6 separate regions of the Mus musculus genome follow, and regions 1, 2, 3, 5 and 6 are each linked to region 4. A link is a contact called in public HiCAR-type, HiChIP or PLAC-seq and promoter capture Hi-C data. All regions are on one chromosome and are shown on one strand. Each heading gives the region's core, a stretch centred on a gene start, on an enhancer-like site or on the middle of the called end of the contact. The rest is flanking DNA. Distances are from core to core; before and after follow the strand shown. Region 1 holds the start of Ccdc180 (coiled-coil domain containing 180). Region 2 holds the start of Igfbpl1 (insulin-like growth factor binding protein-like 1). Region 3 holds the start of Stoml2 (stomatin (Epb7.2)-like 2). Region 4 holds the start of Rnf38 (ring finger protein 38). Region 5 holds the start of Dnajb5 (DnaJ heat shock protein family (Hsp40) member B5). Region 6 holds the start of Xpa (xeroderma pigmentosum, complementation group A).

Region 1 (4,195 bases), core at 151-2,650, 1.7 Mb before region 4:
ACCACCACTACCATCGGTTTTTTGAAACAGAGTCTATCTGGCTTGCTACATAGACACACAGAGATACACCTGCCCCTGCCTCCCAAGTGCTGGAACTGAAGGCATGAGCTACCATGCCTGGCCAAGACTCACCTTTTAAGCAGAAAAATAAGAACTGCTTTTATGCTCTCCAAAAGAATCAGACACAGATCAGCGGTTAAGAGCACCGACTGCTCTTCCAGAGGTCATGAGTTCAATTCCCAGCAACCACATGGTGGCTCTCAACCATCTGTAATAAAATCTGATGCCCTCTTCTGGTGTGTCTGAAAACAGCTACAGTGTACTCATATAAATATAATAAATAAATCTTAAAAAAAAAAAAAGAATCAGGCACAGATGGTTAATTCAGACTAATTCTGAATAATTTCGATTAAAAATATTTTTAACCAAAATTAAGTTTTTAATTTTGAGACCAAATGCCCCAATGTTCTTCTATAATACACCCAATAGCAATTTAAAAAAAAAAATCAAAGTAATTGTCAAAGAGAACTGTTTTTTAAAAATCGGCTTATTGGGGGGAAATCTGGGAGAAGATGGGGTGGGGATTGAAATCAGAATATTACTGTATGAAAAAATCTATTCTCAATAAAAAAAAAAAATAAAATGGATCTTAGACAGGGAAACTCTCAGAACAAAGAAAAATTAGAAAGGACCAGGAAAGTTTGTGGGGAGACCAGGGGAGGGAAAGGGAGCAAAGGCCAGCAGGACACCTACCTGGGCCTGGAAGATCTGCTGGTAGACTTTGCCATTCTGTACTTGGGACACCTTTCCCACTGGCGACATCTTGACTGCTGGCCCAATTCCTCTTCGTTCTGGAAATACACTTGGGACTTGGTCTTAGTTTTTACTCAGAGGCTGGGACCCTCTTGCTAGGACCTCCAGCCTAAAGACAGCACTAGATCCCACAGGACACCTTGTTTAAGGGGAAACTTAGATTTCAAACAAAATTAGGTGGGGGGGGGGCGGGGGAGCAGGAGGGGGAGAGACAGAGAGTGGGTCTTCGCCAGCGCCCAGGGTGTAAATCCCACAGGCACTTTCTGGAAAGGGCAGGATTATTGTCTGCGCTCCACTAGAGCTCTTCTAGGGACCGTCAATCTGCCTCAGATGTCAGATGGGACTGGAACCCTAGTCACATCCTCCGGGAGAAATAGGGGAGTGTTGCAAAGGGAAGGAGCAGTTTGATTCTGGCCTATGCCTACTGTTTGCGACACGCCCATCTTCCTATCTGCTCAATCAGCCCGCTGTCCCCCAAGCCCAGCAATTTTGAGGTCCTTACCCAAGCCTGGAGGCTCCCGCATCTGAAGTTCAGATTCACCCTGAAGCCAGCAACTGCAGCAGGACGCTGTGGTTTCCTAGGCAACGCGAGGGATGGGGCAACACGAGGGGGCGTGGCCGTCCCTGAGCACACTTCCTTCTCAGGGAGCCAGGTCACTCAGCAACAGCAGAGGCCCACGTGGAGTAGTGAAACTCACCACTTCTTTTTAATGTTGGGTCCTTGGAGCGCCCTTTAAAAGTTCCCAAAAGCTAGTAGGAGGTTAGAAAGCCTGTGCAGATCTTGACTGTTGTGGTCAAGGAATCCAGTCTCTCATTGTTGCACGGGTTAAAATCAACCTGTGCAGGCAGGCAGCACAAAGTGGCCCTTGCCTGTAAGAATCTGAAAGACACTGAAAGAAATAAGATCTTTCCCACTTTAAAGTAAGTTGGAAGGCTCAGAATTCAAGGCTTAAGACCTGCCTGGCCTTAATGAGAACCGTGTGCACTAGACCACTAAGAGCAGTGGTTTTCGGCCCATGGATCGTAACCCTTTGACAAACCTGTACTCAAAAATGTTTTCGTTCTGATTCACAACAGTAGCAAAGTTACAGTTAGGAAGTAGTAACAAAAATAGTTTGATGGTTGTGAATCACCACAATGTGAGGAACTGCATTAAAGGATTGCAGCATTAGGAAGGCTGAAAACCACTGAGCTAGTTTCTCATGTATGGTGGGCCACCCTTCTCCTTTCCAGAGAAGGCCTGCAGTGGCAGCAGTCGGGGAACAGACCTGCTGGCAAGCCCTTCCCACACTGACATCTGAGAGTGAGTGGTCTTCTGAAGCTGGCTGCAGCATCAGGAACTCAGGAGTGTTGACTGAAAACGCTACTCTCATTCTTTGACAGAGGCGAATGACAAAGAGATGAATACAAAACCCTTTTAGACTCATTGTTTGGTCCAGGGTGAAGTAAAATAAAGACAGGATTCATTTTAGCTGAAAAGAAAAGAAAGCCTGAAGGTGACCTATAGAGGGGATGAAAAATATGTTTTGTTTTGTTTTGTTTTTCAAAACAGGAATCTTTTTTTTTTTTTACTCTTGTTTGTTTTCTGTTCTGTTCTGTTTTTGAGGTTTTCAGTCTCTGCCCTTTCTCACCCCAGGAAAGGCTGCTGGCTTGAGCTTCTAACATCAGAAACTTGTCCCTTCCCTTCAGCTCCAGCAGTTACAGCTACCTGGGAGCTGGCCATAGTAGCACGTGACCTATAACAAGCAGTAATTTAATCAAATTTCCCAACTAACGTCCAGGAGGACTGGAGCCCTGGTGGATTTTCCCTTCTAACCGGGCGTGGTGGCGCACGCCTTTAATCCCAGCACTTGGGAGGCAGAGGCAGGTGGATTTCTGAGTTCGAGGCCAGCCTGGTCTACAGAGTGAGTTCCAGGACAGCCAGAGCTGTCTTGAAAAGAAAACCTGTCTTGAAAAACCAAAAAAATAAATAAATAAAAATTAAAAGAAAGAAAGAAAGAGGAAAGAAAAGAAAAAAAAAAGAACTGGCTTCAGGCCTCATCCCAGTAGTCCATCAAACAAAAAAGTAAAGAACTTCATTAACCCCTTTTTATGAAGCTGGTATTACCTTGATTCCAAAACCAGGTAAAGAAGTAACAAGATAAGAGAATTGCAGAGCAGTCTCCCCAGTGAACATAGGTCCAAAAGTCCTCAAGAAAATACTTGCAAACAGAATTCAAGAATACATCAAAAAGACCATTCACCACAATCAAGACACAAAGATGGCTCACTCTAAGTAGATCAATAAATGTTACAAATTGTATAAAGGGATTAAAGGGCAAAGGTCACATGTTCATCTCAATTGTAGAAAATGCTTTTGGCAAAAATCCAACATCCTTCCATGTTTTCTAAGTGTCTTCCTCAATCTCTTACTTTGGTGATTTAATGTTTTCCTTACAGAGGTTTTGTTTTGTTTTGTTTTTTAAGTTTTTGGCTCTTTCACATTCCAAGGTACCTTTTGCAAAGACTTCTGTGAATGGAATCCCACCCACCTTGCTTCTGAGTGTGTTTGCCATTGTTATTCAGCATCATGACTGATTATAATGTTAACTTTGTATCCTGACACTTTGCTGAAAGCATCTATCACTTCTGAGAGTTTCTGGTAGAATCTGACAGGCTCACCATGGTCCAGTGGATGGCCCCATACCCCTGCCTATGGAACCAGCACTAACTGGATTCATGGAATTATATTTTCTAAAATAAAATAAAAGACATTGTGCTGGTTAGTTTTTATTGCCCACTGGACACAATTTGGAGTCTCCTGAGGAGAGAAAACCTCCACTGAGGTCACAGGTCAGGCTCAAATCAGCCTGACCTGTGACTGTGGGCACACATTGATGCCACACACTGTGGGCAGGGCCACCCCTAGGCAGGTGGTCCTGGCTGGTTTACAAAAGCAGGATGAGCTCGAGGCAGAGGGAGCAAGCCAATAAGCCAGGGACTCGACCTGTCTGGGACATGAGGAAATGAGGAGAAAAAAAAAAAAAAGATAGCCAGCCCAACACACACAGCCAGCCAGCCACGCGGTGGACTGGGCTCTCAGAAGGAGACAACGCAGCACCCCAGAAGCTTGGCTTGTGTATTATATAGAGTTGAGCAAAGAGGCAGAACTGTTGCATGCAGACGAACAGGTATGCAGAGTTCTTGGTACGCATCTGACACAAGGAGGCAGGCTTAGCTAATCTGGGTAGGAGCAGCCTCTGTAGGGATAGTCATCTTTAGGCCATAAACATCTGGATGGAGACCGCTCTGGTGGACACTTTCTATGTTGACTGTCAACTCTGACACTCAGCACCCCCAAGGAAGGTTTCATAATCCCTCTGAGCCTGAGGGGTCCTATATC
Region 2 (4,270 bases), core at 1,050-3,549, 1.6 Mb before region 4:
TGTGAGGAGATTTCCTGGGTCCTCTGAAAGGGCAGTCAGTCCTCTTAGCCACTGAGCCATCTCTCCATCCCCAGAGCGATTATTTTCTTTGGAAAGAGTCACAGATGAGATCAGAAGGTCAAGAGGTATGAGCAGGTGGGGAGGCCGTTCTAGATAAAGCCAGAGGTGTCTGAGACTACTGGAATCTCAGTACTGAGCACACGCGGAGAGCTTTCCCAGCATTCCCCTCTCCATTCCTCACTCCTTACCTCCGTTCTCCCAAGGCCCCTGACAGCTCTACTCCACGTGGCCCATTGTAAGGTAAGAGCTTGAATGGATGGCCACATGGCTATATTCAATGGCTCTGCTCTGCTCGCCACATAAAGTGACCTCCACAAGGGCTTCTTTCGGGGACAAGGACCTCCCCACCTCAGAGGACCGCAGACTTGGCAGGAATTGAATTAAGAAAGGAAACTGCATGTCACTTGAGAGGTCTGCAGCAGCTCTTCCCAGGCACGGAAAGGCTTTCTCCATCTCCAGACATAAGCCAAAAATATACAAAAGAGCGGACACGGAGCAGTAGGGATGGCTCTTTGGAAGCCTGGTTTGGTAAGTTCTTCTCTCTTCATCTATGCCCCTAGCCACACATCAGTGTCCAGCAACAGTCCCCGTTGTCAGGGATGAAGTATGCAGACTGCCTAGTAGCCTGTATGGATACCCCACAGCCAGACCCTGTCTTTAAACACACTTTACCAGCTATGTCATAGGTGTGTTGTGGTAGATATTTAATCTCAAATCGGGGTTTCTATCCCACCTTAGGTCATTCGGTTTCCAGATAAAAGACATGCAACTTTTATATTTTAATAAACCTTAGTCAGCACTAGAGCTGGGTAGATATCTACCCACCATGTTATTATGTCTACTTCCGTATCAATAACCCCGAGTTATAACTTGCTATGTTCATCTGAGCTGCTCTTAACTCCAATTGCCCAGCCTCATGGCCATGTTTTCATGACTCACTTGCCTACCACATGCCATCTCTCTTTTCTGCACCTTCTCCCCTCTCCTCCTTGTGGTTTCTCCTCAGACCCCAAGCCTGGGGAAACCAATCACTCACTGCCCATCTTTCTTCTGCCCAGTTATAGACAATAGGCATCTTTATTCGCCAATCAGGGATAACTTGGTGGGTAAGGTTACATAGCATCACTTGTATACATGCAACCAGGCCCTGGGGTGTGTGTGTGTAGTAGTAGTAGTATTTAGCATTACAATACATAGCAAAAGACCAAACCTCAATATGGGTGTCCTGAGATTTGTGCTCTGGGACCCTGTCCCAACATTCTTAGTAGCCAAAGGTCAGAACACAAGTGGTTAATTTCCATTTGTGTATCTAAATAATATGCAGAGTGTAACAATCAAGACTGGTCCACACAAAGTCCAAAATACATCACTGTATCTAGCCACCTCAAGGCCCTGTCAACTATAAGATGCATGGATTTATGCAGCATTAAGAAATATCCATGAGGCGCTGGAGTCTTGGTGCAGTGCTTAAGAGCACCGGATTCCTCTTCCAGGGGACCTGGGTTCAATTCTTAGCACCCATAAAGCAGTTCACAAGGGAATCTGACACCTTCTTACCAGTGCACTTAAATTAAATGAAAAAAAATTTTGAAAGAGAGAAAGAAAGACCCGTGAGAGCACATAGCCTTTTCACCTGTGCACCCATTGCTTGAAAGAGAGTCGGGTTCCAGAGATGATAAAAGGTGGGAAACTGGAAATTCTGTAAGTAGAAAAGACCAAGTGCAAAATCATACGTGCACTCGGGCAGTGGATGTTTTATATGAGGGGACTGGGCTATGTGCTCACACATGCTTGTACAGGCAGAGAAGATGCCTGAAAACACACCCAAGAACCCAATAGCCAGAGCAGCCACTGGAAATGGGACTGGGGAACTGAGTATTCGATCTGGGAAAGAAATCCATCTATCCATTTATAAAATCTGGCATCTTAAACTAGAGATTCCCTTTCCTAAACAAAACAAGAAAGAGAGCAAAGTAAAATAAGGCGTCCTGGTGGGAAGACTGAGAGTCATTACATTTTAAGGCCGAGACAAGTTGCCGTTTGGACCACGCTGAGTCTCCCCCAGCGCTCAATCGGAGGTGGCAGAGCTGTTCTGGAGACTTCTCTGCAGTTCAGTGAGCCAGTAGGGCCGCGCAGCGCTGGTCCCGGGCCGAGGGGCGCCCCGCGGTGCGGGCCGGGCCAATCAGCGGGCGCGGGGCGGGCGCGGTGGCTTTGCACGCACCGAGCGCTAAGAGGAGCAGAGGCGCTGCTGCCGTCCGTCTGGGAGCCGGCCATGCCGCGTCTGCCGCTGCTGCTCCTGCTCCTGCCATCACTGGCCCGGGGTCTCGGGCTCCGCGACGCGGGTAGACGACACCCCGAGTGCAGCCCGTGCCAGCAGGATCGCTGCCCTGCGCCCTCGCCTTGCCCAGCGCCCTGGATCTCCGCGCGCGACGAGTGCGGCTGCTGCGCGCGCTGCCTGGGCGCCGAGGGCGCGAGTTGCGGGGGACCCGTGGGCTCACGCTGTGGCCCTGGCCTGGTGTGTGCGAGTCGCGCCTCGGGGACGGCGCCCGAGGGCACCGGGCTTTGCGTGTGCGCGCAACGCGGCGCCGTCTGCGGCTCTGACGGCCGCTCCTACTCCAGCATCTGCGCGCTACGTCTGCGCGCCCGACATGCACCCCGCGCGCACCATGGCCACCTGCACAAGGCTCGCGATGGGCCCTGCGAGTTCGGTGAGTGGGGTTTGACCTAGAAAGACCCAGGCAAATGGGAAGAGCGGGACCCCAATGCTCTTGGGTGTGGGACAGAGAATTTCATTGTACAAAAGTGGACAACACAGCCTGGGCCTCAGTTTCCCCTTCAGGAGCAGTGTTTCGCGTCTTTCTACAGCCTGCTTGCTACCTTACCCACTGCGTGCAGACTTCAGCCCTAGAACAAACAGGAATGTGAATGCTTAAGAACCTGTTATTATAGTTACTTGAAAATGGGTCCAGGTGGATAGGTTGAATGGAGGAAGGAAGGTGAGGATTCCCAGAGTGCAGGGGTCCCACACAGGATTCAAGAAGCACCAAGACAGAGCATCAGAATCCTGGCTATCCAGTGAGTCTCAGACCAAGGGCTTCGAGGAGCTTCCAGCCACAAAGGGCAAGACCTTTGGAAACGTGAGCTCTGAAAAGATTGTGGGACCAGAGATGCTGATCCAGTCTAAAGGGCACGTAATCTGAAGGGTCCTGCTTTAAGGAAATCAATAGAAAACTACCAACTGCTAGGGATGTCAAAGGTTAACTGGTTTTTAACACCACATTGTAAGTGCCCCTAGTGCCCTAACTGATCACTGTCCTGTGTCAAAAAAGAAAGAAAGAAAGAAAGAAAGAAAGAAAGAAAGAAAGAAAGAAAGAAAGAAAGAAAGAAAGAAAGAAAGAAAACCCAAAACAGCAGTGTCTATGGATGTCCAGAGAAGCTAGCCTACTTTGCCTGTGTGTGGGGTTTGACTTGGTCAGGAGCTCTGAGAGAACAGTGTTTGTTTCATCTGGATAGGGTAGTGGGGAACTCGGCGTGGTAAGTGTTCCATGTTTCGGGCTTCTGGAGATTTCTGGCCTGAGCTGGGAGAGGATGTCTAAGCCAGATGCCCAAGGTAACACTTCAAGAAAGATACCTGGGGGCTCCTCTTCCAGCTTGCCTCCTCTCCCTCCAAACATCTCATGGACGCGTGCTCACGTCCAGGATTCTGGTGGACCGCTGGCCATGGGGCAGGAAGTCTACTAGACACAGTGAGGGGCTGAAGCAGGCTGGGTGACACGGAAAAGTCACTATGGCTCTTTCCCAGTCCAGGCTCCAGTGGGGGACAGTGCTGGCTGGGGGTACTACTGGGTAGCTCCTGGCTTCTCCAGTGACACTGAGCCAGGTCTATTTCCCTGCCCAGCCACAGCAGCTCCAGGGGAGCCACTGTGGTGCCCACTCTGCTTGGAATGCTGTGTCTGCCCGGTGCACCGACAGAGTCCCATCTTTCCCCCTCGTAGCTCTGTCACTGTTTTTACAATCTGCCTCCTCAGCAGTTGGTTCTCACGCAGCTCCCTTTGTCTGAGACAGGTAGCACTAATGGCACACAGGACACAGAAGAAATGCTGACCAGGCTCCCCAAAGCTTCCCTGTGCTGATGGGCTTGGGTGATTTTTTTTTTTCCTGGAGCGACATTCTGTTCCTAGGAAAAAGAGCCCTTCGAGGCATATAACTC
Region 3 (3,793 bases), core at 486-2,985, 1.2 Mb after region 4:
AGATATTGCTCCAACCTCAGGACTTGAAGAAGCTGATGTCGGGGCAAGGGGAGAGCTGCTCTCCTCTGGCTAAGGGCAGAGGGTTTATTCCAGAGGAACTGAGTCACTTAGCCAAAGACTCAGCTTCCCTCGGCTTTCTCTATTCCTTTTCCCTTTCCTGCCCTTCAACCCATCTTCGAAAGCCTGTATGTGTGGTGTGTGTGTGTGTGTGTGTGTGTGTGTGTACAGCTGTGTGCGTGCATACAAACTTGGGTTTGTGTAGGGTGTGTGTGTGAGAGAGAGACAGAATGTGCATGTATGTGTAACACAGGGGTTTAGCCACCTCTTACCTAGGGCTCAGACTCACTTGTCCCTCTCCTCCTGCCTGTGTCTCCTTGCTTTGGTGTCCTGACTGAGGAAGGTGTCCAGGGACAGAGTCAGGCCTAAGGACTGGGGAACCTCCTCTCACCTGACCAGACTCTGACCCACCTACCTCAGCTGGGATGAGGGGTGCCCCTCATTCAGTCACATGGTTCCCAGTTACTCCACTCCTCACTTAAGACTCTGACCCAGCCTCAACCCTTAACTCTTGGGGCTTGGCTGAGGGGAACAAGCATTTGCTGAAACTTGAAAAACAAAACAAACAAACAAAAAAATGGGAAAAATTGTACCTGGTACATTTTTTAAGGAAAAAAAAAAGAATAAATTCTTGTTTGGAAACTTGAACTAACCTCTACTTTTTTTTGTGTTCAAGAGGATGGAGATGTGGGGCCTAAAGGGAGCTGGAATTCTGGCAACAAGCTCAAACCCATGAGATCTTAGGCTGGGATGAGCTGAGTCTTGGACCATAGTCTTAGTCCTTTTTGTATAAGGTGCTGGGGGCTGGGTGGGTAAAGTGAAGCTACAGAGGCTAAACTCTGAGAATCTGGATTCTTACACTGATTCTGTAGTTTAGCCCCATCAGAACCTCAGTGTCTGTATATGTAAAATGAAGGAGGAGGAGGAGAATGAGAAGAAGGAGATGAGGGGGGATACAGGCCTCTTAAAGCTTGTATTTGAGAGAGTGTCAGAGACCTGAGCAAGGTTGATGTGTTTCAGACAAAAATGAAAGGCTGAGGCTCTTTGTTTCCCTCTGTATGTAAGGGGATCATGCCTGACCGTTTCTGGCTCAGAAAAAAATATGAAAAAGAGCTGTTGATGCCTTGGGAAAAGAGGGAAGGGAGAAATCTCCGCCCAGTCCTAAGGTAAAGTTAGGCCTCCTAGTTACCATGACAACGGGAATGGGGTCAGTCCCCAGTGGGAGAGCTGGGCACAACAGCATGACTACCCAAGAATGTCACTATGGCAACCACGGGCAACTACTGAGCGCCAATCCAATCCATTGTCGTTATGGTGACAGATTAGGACAGTTATACACGAGCTGGAGGGTAAACTGAGTCACGGCTGTGGGTACAGAATTTGGTGGGCGGTGTTCCTGTACCACTTGCGGACGGAATATTGCCTCAATTTCTACCACAATGCCCAGGAGCTTCGTAGTTTTTGAGAACCAGAACAAACTTGCACTCTCGGGCTCTCTCTTCAAAGCCTACGTTTCCCAGGGAACGATTTGACGGACGCCGACTAGTGGGGATGGGAGGGTGGACTAATACGCCGGAAGTACGTCGGGCGGAGTGGACCAGCTGAAGGAAGGGCTCGGGTTCAGGCTTCACAAGAGGCCGCTCTGCCCCACCTCTCGTTGGTTCCGGAGGTCGCCGAGGCTGTGGGAAATGCTGGCGCGCGCGGCGCGGGGCACTGGAGCCCTTTTGCTGAGGGTGAGAGCGAGGCAACCTTCACCAGAGGCTCGGGACCGACATCACCTGGGTCTTGAGCTGGGAAGGAGTGGGCTTCTAACTTTGGGGGAAGGACTGTGGTCACAGGTCATGGTCCCCACGTGAATCACTCTCCGGGGACCCTTGGGGGGGGTGTCGAGATCTAGGGAGAGGGATTTAGGGATCCGCGCCTGGTCCCCAGCCTACTCTCGTCTTCCTTCAGGGCTCGGTGCAGGCTTCTGGCCGCGTTCCGCGCCGCGCCTCCTCTGGACTGCCCCGAAACACCGTGATCCTGTTTGTGCCTCAGCAGGAGGCCTGGGTGGTGGAGCGAATGGGCCGATTCCACCGGATCCTGGAACCGGTGAGAACCTCTCTTGCCCGCCCTCAGCCAGCCAGATCGTCTGATCGTTTACTCGTGTGGAAGTGGGACTTCCGTCGGGGCCTGTCTGCACTTCTAACCTGCGAGGACCAGTTCTAGCAGAGCCCAGTCTCCTGAACACCACCTCCGTGTTTCCCCGCTTTCCTAATACCCTAGTGACCCATAGGCTTCATTCCTGGAGCTACCATACTCTAAAGGCAGCAGCTCTTGCTGGCTTCCATTCTTGACATTCATAAGCCTAGTCTTATCTTTTTGTACTCTTAGGTTTCCCTACCAGTGACACCCCAGCCTTTGAGGCCATGATAGGAGGGATTGCTTCTCTATGTTTATACGTGACTTACTACTTACTCCAGACTTAGCTTAGAGTTCAAGTTTACTAGCCTCACCCTTCTGAGAATCTATGGCTCCTCTTCTCAGGGCCTGAACGTCCTGATCCCCGTGTTAGACCGAATCCGGTATGTGCAGAGTCTCAAGGAAATTGTTATCAACGTGCCTGAGCAGTCAGCCGTAACTCTTGGTGAGAGCGATGGGGTGACAGGGATGTGCTAAGTGCGCTAGGATGTGGTTGCTATAGATCCAGGGCTTAGGAGAAAGAGCTGGTTGGGACTTAGAGGTCTGACCGACAGTTTTTTTCTCTTCTGTTTGCTCCTGCAGACAATGTAACACTACAAATAGATGGAGTCCTTTATCTGCGCATCATGGATCCTTACAAGGTATCTGCCCTGGGTTTATCTAGTTTTCTGAACTGCCTCTTCCTTAAAATCCTGCATCTTCAGTTCTGATCCTATACCTGCCCTTTCAGGCAAGTTACGGTGTGGAAGACCCAGAGTATGCTGTCACCCAGTTAGCTCAGACGACTATGAGATCAGAGCTTGGCAAACTCTCTCTGGACAAAGTTTTTCGGGTAAGCGGATCTGGGCTGGAGTAAGGGCTTAAGTGCATAAACTGTTGACTCTTTCCTGGGGAGCAAGGTTAGCCAGGGGCCTTCCCAGTTTAGGCTTTTGATAGAGACACTGACTTGTGCTGCTCACAAGTTCTGTTCATCTAGGAGCGTGAGTCCCTGAATGCCAACATTGTGGATGCCATCAACCAGGCTGCAGACTGCTGGGGTATCCGATGCCTGCGATACGAGATCAAGGACATCCATGTGCCACCTCGAGTGAAAGAGTCTATGCAGATGCAGGTAGGGAAACAGATTGGGTTACTCCAGTTCCACTGGGACTAGAATCCCCTATTGTGGGAGATAGAGTTGTATGTAAGTCCTGGTTAGAGATTCTCCTGCCTTCTTTTTGATGGGGGTCATTGGGGCTTTCAGGTAGAGGCAGAGCGCCGGAAGCGGGCCACAGTTCTAGAGTCCGAAGGGACACGAGAGTCAGCTATTAATGTGGCAGAGGGGAAGAAACAGGCCCAGATTCTGGCCTCCGAAGCAGAAAAGGCTGAACAGATAAATCAGGCGGCAGGTGAGCAGTGGGTGAGAGGCAGAGGGAGGAGCAGGGCCCAGGGCTTTAAAGATAACGGCTGGGACAGAGGCTTTGGGCTTCTCTAATTGCATGGGTCAAACTACTGTGTTTGGTTTTTTTGTTTTTTCTTTTAGGAGAAGCCAGTGCAGTTCTGGCCAAGGCCAAGG
Region 4 (4,220 bases), core at 1,019-3,518:
TCTTAGGGGGTGTGGCGATGACTCAGGGCTTTTGGGCCCTCTCTCATTTCTTCCTGGTCTCAAGGCATCCTTTGATGGGTTCTTTGGGCTGACTAGACTACACTGCTAGTCTGTTCTTTCTCTTTAGGGTGGTCACTTAAGACATTTGCTCTAGCTTGGAGCTGTAAGAGATGACTCTGGGGTGTTGACTGTGGGGATAAAAAGAGACTAACCTGGCTGGGTGGTGGTGGCTCACGCCTTTAAGTCACAGCACTCAGGATACAGAGGCAGACAGATGAGTTCAAGGCCAGCCTGGTCTACAGCCTGAGTTCCAGGTCAGCCAGGGCTACACAGAGGAAACCCTGTTTTGAAAAACAAACAAAACAACAATAACAACAAAAACAGGGTAAACAATGCTCAAGATGGCTGCGATTCATGAAAGGGACGATGCCTCTGGACAGTAGTTTACAGATGTTCTTCAGTGGCCTTATTAGGATGGAGGCCCTGGCCTGAAAATACATTATCTGACTCTCCTGTGACAAGAAACTCAGGGATGAAATGCAGGAAAATTTAGGTCCTTTGGTCAAAGATAATCTCACTGTGTTTCAGTACAGCTTCCCCGAGCTGTCCTTCTTGGTGAACTACTCATCCTTAAGATCTTTTTTATTTTATTTTATTTTATTTTGGTTTTTCGAGACAGGGTTTCTCTGTATAGCCCTGGCTGTCCTGGAGCTCATTTTGTAGACCAGGCTGGCCTCGAACTCAGAAATCCGCCTGCCTCTGCCTCCTGAGTGCTGGGATTAAAGGCGTGTGCCACCACGTCCGGCTCTTAAGATCTTTAAAAGGTTTGTTGTTGTTGTGTGTGTGTGTGTGTGGTTTTTTTTTGTTTTGTTTTGTTTTTGTTTTTTGAGATAGGTTCTGTGTAGCTCAGAAATTTGACTACAAATATCTCAAGTGACCAAGAATGATCTTCTCTGATGCAATTATCATCCATAACTTCTAAGACTCTCTGACCTCCAAGGAGATTGCAAGCTCTCTGAAGGCCTGGACAATATCGTTATTATCGTCGTAGCTTCATTTCTGAGCACCGCTAATGACCGGATAGATGAAAGACAATGCATCATCTAGTGTCAACTGCGGACTTGGAAATGTCTGTTGCCAAAGATCGTCTGCTTTGCCCTCCCAGTCTTTCTTTGCATGGTGCAGGGAAAAAGCTGAGGCTAATTTTTATTAAAACAATCTAGCCAGCAGCTTAGCTGCACCCTTACCCACATGCCTGTACTTAGAGACTCTACTCAGCACATGGTTGGGTTTATTTTGCTCTTCCATGGATAACGCCGAGAGCCAGAGAATGATGGGAAGATAATCGGTTCAGCCGCCAACATCGCATTTGAGAAAAGAGGGCAGACCGGGGGGAGGGGGAATGATGGTGTTTTGAATCCTCAGAAATCTTCCCCAAATAATAGGAAAGCCTTCAGTACAGCTCCGAATGTTTCCTCACTTCGAAGCCTCTTCCTCTTCTGAGATTAGGCCCAGTTGCCTGGACGGCTTCCTGTCAGGGCTTTCCCGACAAGGGTATTTAAAGTGAGAAAGAGGAAGAGAAAGTCGGAGACAGGGGCGAGGACCACCGCTGAGTCGGACTGGCTTCTGCTGGGAATTCAAGATGGGTCTCCAGGACTCAGGGAAGGGCGCTCGTTCATCTCCAACTCTTGCGTCTCCGCCTCTGCGGTTCTCTAGGGCTCCGCGGAGACTGATCTATCACCAATCAGCCTCAGAAGCGAAGAGAGAGTTTCTTTCCTAAGTGTCTCAAAAGCACAAACTTTGAGGAGACAACCGGGAGGGAGGACCGACGTGCAGGGGGCAGAGGCAGGAAGCAAGCAGGCAGGCAGGCGCAGGGAAGGCAGAGGAACGCCCGGCAGGCTGAGGCTAACCGGGGCGGACCGGGGTACACTCCCCAGCGCAGACACCGCCCGAGGCAGCAGAGCGGCAGGGCCTGCGCAGCGGTCGGCCTGGCCTCCGAGGCCCGCGGCCGCGCCCCGGAGGCGGGCCGGGGGCGGGGCAGCACCGGGCTGGGGCGCAGATGCCGAGAGCTTTGGCCCGGGCCTCCCCGCTTGGGCGGGCCGCGGCTGCTGAGGATCCCCCTAGACGCCGCCCGGGAGCCACGGCCCGGAGCCCAGCGCTCATTGGCGGCGCGGCGCGGTCTCCCCGCCCCCCGGCGTCCCCGCCCCCTCCGCCGCCGCCGCCGCCGCGGCTCGGCTCCGCCTCCTGGCCCGCCGGGAGCCGCCTCCGTCGCCGCCACAGCCTCCTTCGCCGCCGGTCCGGGCCCAGCCAGCGCCCGCCGCGCCGGAGTCGAGTCGCAGTCCGAGCCGCTGCCCGCGGCCCCGCCATGAGCGGAAGCGCCGCCGCCGCGGTCGCGGTCGCCGCCGCCGCCGCCGCCTCAGCCGCCGCCGCCGCGCACTTCCAGCCTCGGTCGTCGTCTCCCAGGCCGGGGCCCGCCGAGCTCGGGCCCCCCCGCCGCCCGCGCCCCCCGCCGCCCCCGCCGCCGCCCCGGCCCGAGCCCATCACCGCCGGCCGCCTTAGCCCTCCGGGCCACGGGCCTCTTCGGAGCGGGGCGCAGGGTGTCGGTGCCTGCGGCAGAGCGCCCGGAGCAGGTACGGGGTCTGCCGGCGAGGCGGGGCGGGGCGGGGCGGGCTGTGCGGGGAGGGGTGAGGGTCAGTCCGGGGCAAGGGGTCCCGCGGAGAGGGAGGAGCCTTGCCCGCCACAGCTTTGTCCAGCCCGGGAGACCCCGGGAGCCCTGCTCCTCCGCCGGGCAGAGCGCCTCACAAAGCGTTTTCGCACCCGCTGGGCAGCCCCTTCCTGCGGGGTGGGCAGGGCAGGACCTCGTGAGGAATCGGCTCTGCCGGGGAGGAAACTGAGGCTTACCGGGGGAAGTGACTTGCCCAAGGTCACAAAGCCAGCTAGAGTCGTGTCTTGGCTGAGAACCAGGGCCACCCTGGAGCTGGCGCGGGCCGTCAGCCGAGGGGGCTGGGAGGAGGAGGCAGAGTCCCCAGCCCCTGAGTCTGGAGTGGTAGGAAGAAGGGGGTTGGGGCCTGCGCCCTGGCACACCCACCAGGGTAGCTAACCTATGCTAAGCTGACCAGGACAGGTAGGAAGGAGAAACAGGAGCTGCCTCGGGAGCTTAGTGCCCTGGGGAGCCGATTTTGGGAGCTGGAGCGAGCAGGACTCCTGCCGGGGGCGGGGAGGGGGATGTGCTCCGAGAGGGTTTTATTGAGGTAGTGGAGTAGAGCTTTGGAAACTTGACTCGGGGACCGTTTGGCCCTCTCCAGGTCAGCCTTCTCACTACTGCATAGGCTAAGCCAGCCCAGCGGGAATGAAAGGGAAGGAGGCCTGTTTATACAGTGTCTTTTTCCAGGAAATTGCCCGAGTTTTGTTTATGCCCGGAACAGAAATACATAACTGGTCCTGGTAAAAGCATGCATGCGACAGAAGGCCATCCGAGCCTTTTCTAGATGGTCTGGACTTAACACACTTGGAGAATTCTCTGAGGAAGAGCAGCTGTCCTAGAAGGGGGAAGGAAGTTGGGAGGGTTAGGACAACTCACCCTCCTGCCTGCTTTACAATTCAGGAGGAATCCATTCTTACTTGGGGTGATTAGGCGAGTTGCTTTTACTCTGCGTGCATCTTAGAAAAGGCGAGGGGATAATAATTATTTCCAGAGGAGAAAGCAATGGAAGGATAGCAGGCAATGAGGAAAGATCAGTAGAAGCTGTGGAATGGGGAAAAAGAGAGGGTATGTAGTTATTGTGGGGGAAGGGAGATAAAGGGATTGCTGAAGGGGAGGGAGGAGAGCAGATAGCTTAGAGAAAAAGACTGGGATGCTTCCAAAAGGCAAGCAAAGCAAATAGGGTAAGTTTGAAGTGAGCCTCTTCAAGCTGAGCGCTGTCTACAATATAGAGTTTTCCTATGGGTCTGACATAATTTTGTGTGTGGTTTTTTTTTTTTTTTTTTTTTTTGGTTTTGTTTTGGTAAGGACAGTTGTAATATGTTATAGACTCATGCTGCCCTTAACTTCACCTACTTTCTTCATTCTCATCCCTAAGGATACAGACCCTAGAGTGCCTAAGGTATTGTCTTGAAAGTAAGGCTTGACAAAAGAAGGAAGAGAAAGACTAATTAGCAAGTGAATTAATTAAGGCCTTTTCTCCAGATTGATTCCTTAAAGTCAGCTGTTTCTTTACTGT
Region 5 (3,797 bases), core at 236-2,735, 1.3 Mb after region 4:
CCTTTGATGAAGAATGAGTATGTCAAGGTAGAGCTAGGGATGAAAGAAAAAATGAGGACAGATAGCAAGAGGGACCATCAAGTACAGGGAGGAGACAGGGTCTGACGGACAGGGATGAGAGATGACAAAAGGAAAAGGCTGAAGTGGACCACACGTTACTGATGGGTTGGGAGGGAGAACCTAAGAGCTGAAATATTGGAGATATTCGTGGAAACATGAGTTTGAGAGAGAGATGAATGACATGGGGTACAATTCATTCAAAAGTACAGGTGAGGTCAAGGGGACTCATGCACATACCGGGGGGAGATGAGGATGACAGGGAGGAAGGAAGGAGGCAATGCAGGGAATGGCTGATGTGGAGAATCTGACTTGGCATGGGTATGAGCGCCCTTCTCAGGAGGGACTTACCGAAACTTTACAAACCCATTCAGCGTCCACGCTCGAAGTTTTAAGGGCTCCAGCTGAATTTTAAACATCAAGCTGGCTAAGAAGTCTTCTCCCCAGAAGTGTGGGAAGCTCCGGAAAGCTCCTCGAGCCTGCAGTGGGGGTGCTGCTGGGGGTGGGCAGGACAGCACTGTGCGCTTAAACATGCCCAGCCAAGCCCCTCACCTCTGATCGCTCCACCGGAGCCTGCTTGGGACGCTGTAGCTCTGGAAGCCACCTCCTCAGATTCCCAGAGGCCGTGACCCAGCAAGGCCTGTATCGTGCCCAGGGAGCTGGACCCGGTCCCCAGGTGTAGAGTGCAGAGAGAGGATCCAGTGGCCACCTGCTCTCAGGTGCAGCAGTGTCTGGCTGAATGATGTGAGCGCCTGTTCGGCTGTGTGACAGTGAGGCTGGCAGTGACAGTGTGTAGTTGTTGAGTGGCAGCGTGTGTACCTGTGACAGGTGTGATAGTGAGGGCCTGAGAGTCAGTGAGCTCCTCTCGCCTCTCTGGGGAGGACCCAAGCCCAATCCCCAAGAACCTACTCAATGAAGTCACTGACGGGGAGTCTCCTCCCCCGCAGATGGGCGGGGAGGGGCGGGGCAGAGCCGAGCCTGGCCCGGACAAAAGGCGCGGCAGGGAGAGGAAGGAAGGGGGTTCGCGCGGGGGAGGGGGGTCGGTGATGTCACCCCAGCTGGCTGGCTGGCCTGCTCAGAAACGCCTCCGCCCGGCGCAACCCAATCCGACCCGACCCAACCCGACCCTTGTCGCAGATACCCAGCACCTGGCAGACCCCGAGCTCCCAGGCCCCTCACCCCTACGACAGAGGAGACTATGGGCCCACGGTGTCCCAACCCCCCATACCAGGACCTCTCTTCTCGACGCCCCACTCCCGGGACCCCCGAGTCCTCGCTCAGCGCCCTCACCGGTGAGGAGCTGCGGGCGCCGCCGCGGTCCTTCTATCAGCCGCTGCCCCCTCCCCCGGCTCCGGCTCCGCCGCCTCCACTCGGGACAGGAGTCGCCTGCCCGCCGGCCGCAGACAGCGGGACCGGGAGCCCGCCCCCACGGCTCCGCCTCCGCGCTTCCCATTGCCCGGTCTATCCGTCACTCAGCTCAGACTCTTCTGTGATTGGATACCTCTCAACGAGCGTCCGGGTGATAGCCACCTCTTCTCCGCCCCTGTCACCCGGCCACACGCGCACACATTCCGGGCAGTGATTGGTGTGGGTGTGATTGGTGCCCTCTGGGATCAATCAACCACACCTCTTCTCCATCTCGTCGTGTTATTGGTGAAAAGAACATAGGGAGGCAACTCCAGGCGCCCTTTGATTTTATTGGCTGGTCCCTGTGATTTCGACCCAAGCCAGTGTGGGCAACTATATTAGTCCAGTCTCCAGTATGAGAAGGTGAGACATTCTAGCCACCGCCTGAGTCCAGGGAGAACCTTCTGGAACGAGTGCAACCTCAAAGACAACCTATTAGGAAAGCTGCACTCATCAGTTGTTGGTGACACCAGGCATTCTTTCGAGTCGAAGGAGAGGCAAAGGCTCTGGATCAGTATCCAAAGCTCATCCCTTCTTACTCGTCTTCTATCAGATTGTGATCCAACTTGACCTGGCCTGGTTTAGCTTTCCCTTGTCTTGACCTGGGATTGACCTGCCATGGTTTAACTGTAACACAAAACAGAGCCGGATAGAGCTGAGATTCTAAGTGCCCCTGTGATTATCCTCTGCGCTAGTAACTGGTAACACCTTCCTGAGTCTCTGTCCAGATGCCCTCCATCTTCAGTCCTTTCACAGCGGCTCGCTTAGGAGCAGTGGCTTCTCAGCCACTTGGAGTCCACAGTGTCCAGTTCAACCTCGTTATAAACTAACCTTCCATCTTCTCCTCGCTGCCCGCCCCCCCCCCCCGTCCTTTTTCTTACCCCCTGTGATACCTGGTCTTCCCTCACACCAAATTTCTGCCCTGTTCTGTATCTTTTTACTTCCCCCTCCATCTCCCGCCTTTTGTCTTAATTCTTAATTCAATTCCCTGCTTCCATAGTCTGCAATCTCATAGCTCATAGTTCCCCCTTTAATCTTTTACCTCAGCTTTTCATGATCCTCTTTCTTAGCACCCTCATGCACTGTCATCTCTGGCCCCCCAGCCCCCTAGTAAATCATTAAATCTCAGCCCCAGTGTCCCCGATACTCGGAGCAGGCGGGCCTGCGGAGGCGGTCGCCAGCGGAAGCCGCCGCTCCAGCAGACACCGAGCTTGGCGCCCACGTTACTGTCTCCCAGGCCCATCTGTGCTGGAGGGAGCGGGGGGGGGGGGTGGATGGGGGTAATCTGGGGGTGAAGAGGGGGAGGGGGTTCTTGGGAGATTTGGTGACAAAGGCTTGAGAAAATTCTCTCACCTTATTCTTCGCCAGTTCTCAGGACCGGATTTAGATATCTATGAGGCCATGAAGAGCAGTTGGAACTGTAAACTGAGGCTTGGAGTACCTAGGCCCCAGAATAGGGCAGGAAAGGGGACTGGGTCTTTGGGGGTGGGGGGCAAGTTCTGCATATTCTTAACAACCCTTCTTTTCCCATTGTTCCACATGAACTCCCAAGTGCAAAGGAATTTGAGTTTAAAATAGAAAAAGGAGCTAGGGTGAAAAGAGGAGTTGGGCAGAGGGGCAAGGAAGGGGGTGTGGAGCCCGCAGTATGAGGACTGAACAGGTATCTGGTTGAAGGAGATGGGATGGGAACTGGATAAGGGGGCCGTAAGATGCGGGTGGGAGGCAAAGACAACTGGGCAGGTGAGAGGAAGGGGAGATGGGTCAGGGGGAGACTGGAGGAGCAATAGAATGGCAGGACAGAGAAACCAGATGAGGCAGAGGGAGAAGGAAGGGATGAGGCCACGATGAGGGAGTGGCAGGGAGTGGACATGGTATCCTGGGAAGAGGCAATCTAGGAATGGTACTGGCCCCAAGGATTTGGGGGCCACCAGTATCCTTCCTCCTGATGTGAGGGGCCCTAGCTGTGTTTCTTCCTAATTCTAGGCCTGTCTCTTGCTGCTCCCAGCCTTGCTCATGCCAGCACAGAGGGAGGGTTTAGCCATGAGCCTTTACCTGGCTCAGCTGATGATAAACTGTCAGCCTGGACTTCAGGGCCTGGAGGTTTATGTCCTCAGAGTGGTGACCCACACTTCACTGTCTGCCTGGAGCACTATTGTTGCCATTTGTCCTACTTTCTAGGGCATCTGACCCAGAGAACACAGGGCAGCATAGACTGTAAGAATGGGAGTGTGGAGCCAGTTAGCCTATTGGCCTTTCCAGGGCACTGGCCAACCCACACCTCATTTGTTCTGGGCAAATGGGCTAAGCAACAGTAGAAGCCCACAGGGCTTTTC
Region 6 (3,873 bases), core at 1,300-3,799, 2.0 Mb before region 4:
GAGTCTCCGCATGCTTCAGCAATCCATGCCCACGTCTGGATCCAACAGAGACAGCATATGCTAGTACCTGGATGCTCACAGCAGGGGTGAGGTGACTGTTAAAGGTTGTGGGGTTTGTTTCTAAACTGACAAGAAAGAATGTTCTAGAGTGGGCTGTGGTGACATTTGTACAACCTGTGCCATATTGAACATGACTAGACTGCTTTAAATGGGTACATTGGAGAGCACGTGAACTGGGTCCGAGCAAAGCTAGTTAGGACACATTGCCTGTGTGAGGAGGGATCTGTCGATTTGCTCAGGGTTGTATCCTCATTGATTTCTGGTGACTGCAAGGACGTTCAACAGTTGGACAGATGATGCCCACTCTGGGCCAGCCCTCCTGGTTCCCGGATGCCAGAGGATGCTGCCTTAAGCCCAAGTGCATTTGGTACCCATTCAGAGCTCCATCGGTCATTAAAGATGGATGGCGCTGGTTGGGGGATGGGCTGAGGGCGAGGGATAAGTTTCAGAAGAGCAAAGAAGGAATATCCAGTTGAAATATCAAGAAAGAGCTTCAAGGTGTGGAGAAGAGAGTCCTTTCAGATAAGAGTGTGACAGGTGGTCATGTGACCAGACCAGATTAGACCGGAAGCTCCAGGAGAGGAAGAATAGGACTAATTCATTGCTGTGTGCTGGGTCCTCAGCCCGGGAGCTCTCAGTGACATGAAAACCTGCTCAAAGACATGCTTCTGTTGTGAGTGGGTGCCAGTGATGGCCAAGGTGACTGCATTTAAGGGCCAAAACCTCAGGGAATCAGAGGAAAAACAGCCCAGTCATGCACACAGAGAGACAGTCTGAGCACGGCCTCTGTCCGTGTCTTACCCCATCTTCCTGGATTCCCTTTTTCAGAGTCTACTTTCCTTCAGTTCCATTGGGGTTTCAATGCTCTCTGTCCTTTACGCAGCTTCCTTGTTTAGTCAGGATCTGTCAGTCTGGGAGGTGAAGGAGGTATAATGTGGGAAAGTGGATACAGTCATGGTTTCCTCGAGACAGGATGGGAAGAGGCAAGGACAGGGCCCCTGGTTTGCTGTCCCTGCCCTTTTTCCTTTTGTACCCCCACCAAGTGACTCATGTGTTTTGCTCTGAGCAAACCCGTAGCCTTTGTCACCCAGTGGAGTGTACAGATGAGGGCGAGCACTCTTCCTTTCTGAAGAGGGAGACTGCTTTGAGCTGAGGCGCCAGCTCACAGTTCAGACCTGGTTACCTGAAACTCTATCACAAAAAGTCCCTGAGCCAAAGGAGAGGGAGTTAACCTGGAAAGGAAGAACAAGTTGCCAAGAGTTTCAAAACACTGGGGCTCAGGACGCACCTGAGCCACACCCTGCAACCTGTCAGATTCGGTGCTTTGTGGGGGAGAGGATTCTGAGCACTGGCCACTCTCAGAGGTTATTTTGGGGGAGATCCTGTTACCTCATTCCCTCAGCCACCAAGCCAGAAATGTGCAGAGACTGTGGTGGTCATCACAGGTGCTGCCACTTAAGGTTTGGTGCTACCCAGGGGTGGGGTGGAGGTGGGGTTCTTTATAATTCTGGTGCTCAGATTCCCTGCTCTGGCCAGAAAATACATCCACAGAGTTGCACAATCATCAAGAGTGTCTAGTTCTAGAATTCTCATCACCTCAGGAGGCAGCCTCATACCTACAGAGGAGCATCTCCTCCTGGTTACTCCTTAGCTGCAAACTCTAGGAACCTCTGGACTGCTTTCTGTTATGGCGGGCTTGCTTATTCTGTGAGTTTCACATAAACATATGCATTTGTGAATGGCTTTTTCCTCTTAGAGTAACATTTTCAAAGTTCAGTCATGTCGTAGCATGGACCAGCGCTTCATTTTTCTCATGTTTGAAGAAAAATAGTTCATTGTATGGTAATACTATGCATTGTTTAGCCATTCAAAAGTTGATGGACATTTGGGTAGATTCCAGCTTTTGGTTTTCGGGAGCAGCTATGCTATGAACAAGCCCCCTGGCACATCGGTCCAAAACACGGGGAGTAACAATGTGCATTTCTTTTCCAAAGCCATCTTTGGAAAGATGGCTCACACAGGAGGAGTCACTGCCACATCACGTTTCCCCCACTGGATGAAAACAAGGGTTTCATTTGTGTATAGAATGGCCAGTCTGTTGTCATGGGGCTGTCTGGCTCTCCATGTGGCTATGGCTTTGGCTCTCTACCCATGGCCCGCAGCTGGGTTTGGAGCTCATACCACGTCCCACTTTTCTCTGTTGCCTTCCTGTTTTCTCATGCTTTTTAGCTGTCACACAGCCATTCTTTCCCAATGCTCTTTTCCATGTTCTCTTTACTTTTGGAGACAGGGTCTCATGTAGCTCAGGCTGGTCTGGAACACAGGGATGACTTTAAAGTCCTGATTCTCCCCCATCGCTTAGTCCGGATTGTTTGTCAACAAGTGCACTATCATCTCTTCCGCCACCACTCCTCGGCTGCGCAGGCGTACTGCCTCGCCCTTCATAGGCTTTTCCACCAGGACTCCTCGACTGCGCATGCGTAGCTCTTCTCCTTGCCTGGTGATGGAGTAGGGCCGGGTACTTGTGGCTCCGCTGTTCACCAACAATACGCGTTCCCTTCCTACGGAGTGTGTAGGCGATGGCGACGGCCGAGGAAAAGCAGACGTCACCTGAGCCCGTGGCCGCGGACGAGCCCGCGCAGCTGCCGGCCGCCGTACGCGCGAGCGTGGAGCGGAAGCGACAGCGGGCACTGATGCTGCGCCAGGCTCGGCTGGCTGCGCGGCCCTACCCCGCGGCGGCGGCCACCGGAGGTGGGGTCCCCTCCACGGGCGCGCGTAGGGCCTCCCTCCCGCGGGTTTGTGACCGCATCCCGGGCCTTCCCGCTGCGCCTTGGCCGCCCGCTCTGGCTCGGTGTGCGGGAACAGCCGAGCACGCCCGCGTCTCTGTGGTCCCTGGCCTTCCCTGTCGTGCCCTTTGCCCGGCACGTCTATGGTGCAGAGCTTTCAGCCTGCGCCGTCTCCCAGGCCAGCACCCAGCAGAACTGACCCTGACCCAGTCTTTTACATGGGCCGCGCCTTCCAGGGCTCAAAGTAGAATAACACTCGCAGAGCCTAGCACTTGGGAGTTACTCTATTGTATTCTTATGGACACCTTGGAAAATGGAAAGGGCAGGGCTTGGTAACCCTGTTTTACTGAGTGGCATGTTGCCCTGGGTTCATTTTGGCTATACTTGGCATTTTAGGGTAGCCCCTGTCTTGCTGTTTTCCGGTTTTAATGTCCGTTGTGCTTTAGGCTGCTGGTATTGCTCTTTGGAGTAATTCACCCGAGTTATTTCTACAAAAGTAATTTACTTCTTTTCAATCCCTCTTTCACAACTCCACTATATATATATATATGTGTGTGTGTGTGTGTGTGTGTGTGTGTGTGTGTGTATGTATATACATATATACATATACACACATATGTATGTATATATTTATATATATATACACACACATATGTGTGTGTGTGTTAAGTACTTGTTTTGGCAGCAGGTATAAATAATAATGCGTATATTTTATGGCTGTTTGTACCTTTAGACTTGCCATTGAATTTGATTTGTTGCTCTTGACCAGCAGAGCTGGCTTGTAACTAACTAGCTTAGATTTGAATCTTTCAAAATAAATCGAAAGCCCTTACTTACCATTTTGTAAAGTAAAAAGTACTTTTCATTATCTTTGTTGGTTATAGTGCAGATCTTGTAAGTCCGAAATTGCACCCTCAGTTTCTCATTATTTGTAGGCGGATGGACACTGTTGGATAAATGGCTTACCAATGTCCATCTACCTGCTGGCAACGTCTAGAGTCATGAGAGTTTCTACAACGTCAGACAG

The links. HiCAR-type assays count read pairs that join an accessible place to other places. HiChIP or PLAC-seq counts read pairs in DNA pulled down with a chosen protein or histone mark. Capture Hi-C pulls out chosen DNA fragments and counts their contacts.
Region 1: an H3K27ac HiChIP or PLAC-seq map of large pre-B cells shows a contact between it and region 4, with 7 times the contacts expected there. The contact joins the promoter of Ccdc180 here to the promoter of Rnf38 in region 4.
Region 2: a contact with region 4 is called in an H3K27ac HiChIP or PLAC-seq map of embryonic stem cells, with 3 times the contacts expected there. The contact joins the promoter of Igfbpl1 here to the promoter of Rnf38 in region 4. A contact is called at or near these places in 1 of 39 promoter capture datasets (pre-B cells) and 2 of 115 datasets of contacts at active chromatin or transcription factors (embryonic forebrain and embryonic stem cells).
Region 3: a promoter capture Hi-C map of adipose tissue shows a contact between it and region 4, with 2.5 times the contacts expected there. The contact joins the promoter of Stoml2 here to the promoter of Rnf38 in region 4. A contact is called at or near these places in 1 of 39 promoter capture datasets (embryonic stem cells), 1 of 484 Hi-C or Micro-C datasets (uterus), 1 of 115 datasets of contacts at active chromatin or transcription factors (pancreatic cancer cells) and 1 of 9 other capture datasets (adipose tissue).
Region 5: a contact with region 4 is called in an H3K27ac HiChIP or PLAC-seq map of embryonic stem cells, with 6 times the contacts expected there. The contact joins the promoter of Dnajb5 here to the promoter of Rnf38 in region 4. A contact is called at or near these places in 1 of 484 Hi-C or Micro-C datasets (CD4 T cells), 2 of 115 datasets of contacts at active chromatin or transcription factors (double positive thymocytes and embryonic stem cells) and 1 of 9 other capture datasets (adipose tissue).
Region 6: a HiCAR-type map of astrocytes shows a contact between it and region 4, with 3 times the contacts expected there. The contact joins the promoter of Xpa here to the promoter of Rnf38 in region 4. A contact is called at or near these places in 1 of 39 promoter capture datasets (pre-B cells) and 1 of 115 datasets of contacts at active chromatin or transcription factors (astrocytes).

The regions. Positions count from the first base shown.
Region 1 is chr4:45,887,508-45,891,702 of GRCm38.p6, reverse strand. It overlaps Ccdc180 (coiled-coil domain containing 180), which reads right to left and starts at 1,400. Exons shown (of 38, transcript NM_198660.2): 1 at 1,316-1,400; 2 at 754-851. The coding sequence starts at 1,337.
Region 2 is chr4:45,824,856-45,829,125 of GRCm38.p6, reverse strand. Igfbpl1 (insulin-like growth factor binding protein-like 1) reads left to right here and starts at 2,299. Exons shown (of 5, transcript NM_018741.2): 1 at 2,299-2,768. The coding sequence starts at 2,333. It also overlaps a transcript of Stra6l not described here.
Region 3 is chr4:43,029,326-43,033,118 of GRCm38.p6, reverse strand. It overlaps Stoml2 (stomatin (Epb7.2)-like 2), which reads left to right and starts at 1,735. Exons shown (of 10, transcript NM_023231.2): 1 at 1,735-1,790; 2 at 2,011-2,148; 3 at 2,584-2,683; 4 at 2,821-2,879; 5 at 2,969-3,070; 6 at 3,215-3,349; 7 at 3,482-3,626; 8 at 3,761-3,793. The coding sequence starts at 1,746. Fam214b (family with sequence similarity 214, member B) reads left to right here. Exons shown (of 9, transcript NM_001253353.1): 9 at 1-705.
Region 4 is chr4:44,231,953-44,236,172 of GRCm38.p6, reverse strand. Rnf38 (ring finger protein 38) reads left to right here and starts at 2,268. Exons shown (of 12, transcript NM_001379580.1): 1 at 2,268-2,630. The coding sequence starts at 2,366.
Region 5 is chr4:42,947,555-42,951,351 of GRCm38.p6, reverse strand. It overlaps Dnajb5 (DnaJ heat shock protein family (Hsp40) member B5), which reads right to left and starts at 1,485. Exons shown (of 5, transcript NM_001355438.1): 1 at 1,348-1,485; 2 at 409-876. The coding sequence starts at 590.
Region 6 is chr4:46,194,987-46,198,859 of GRCm38.p6, reverse strand. It overlaps Xpa (xeroderma pigmentosum, complementation group A), which reads left to right and starts at 2,549. Exons shown (of 6, transcript NM_011728.2): 1 at 2,549-2,811. The coding sequence starts at 2,640.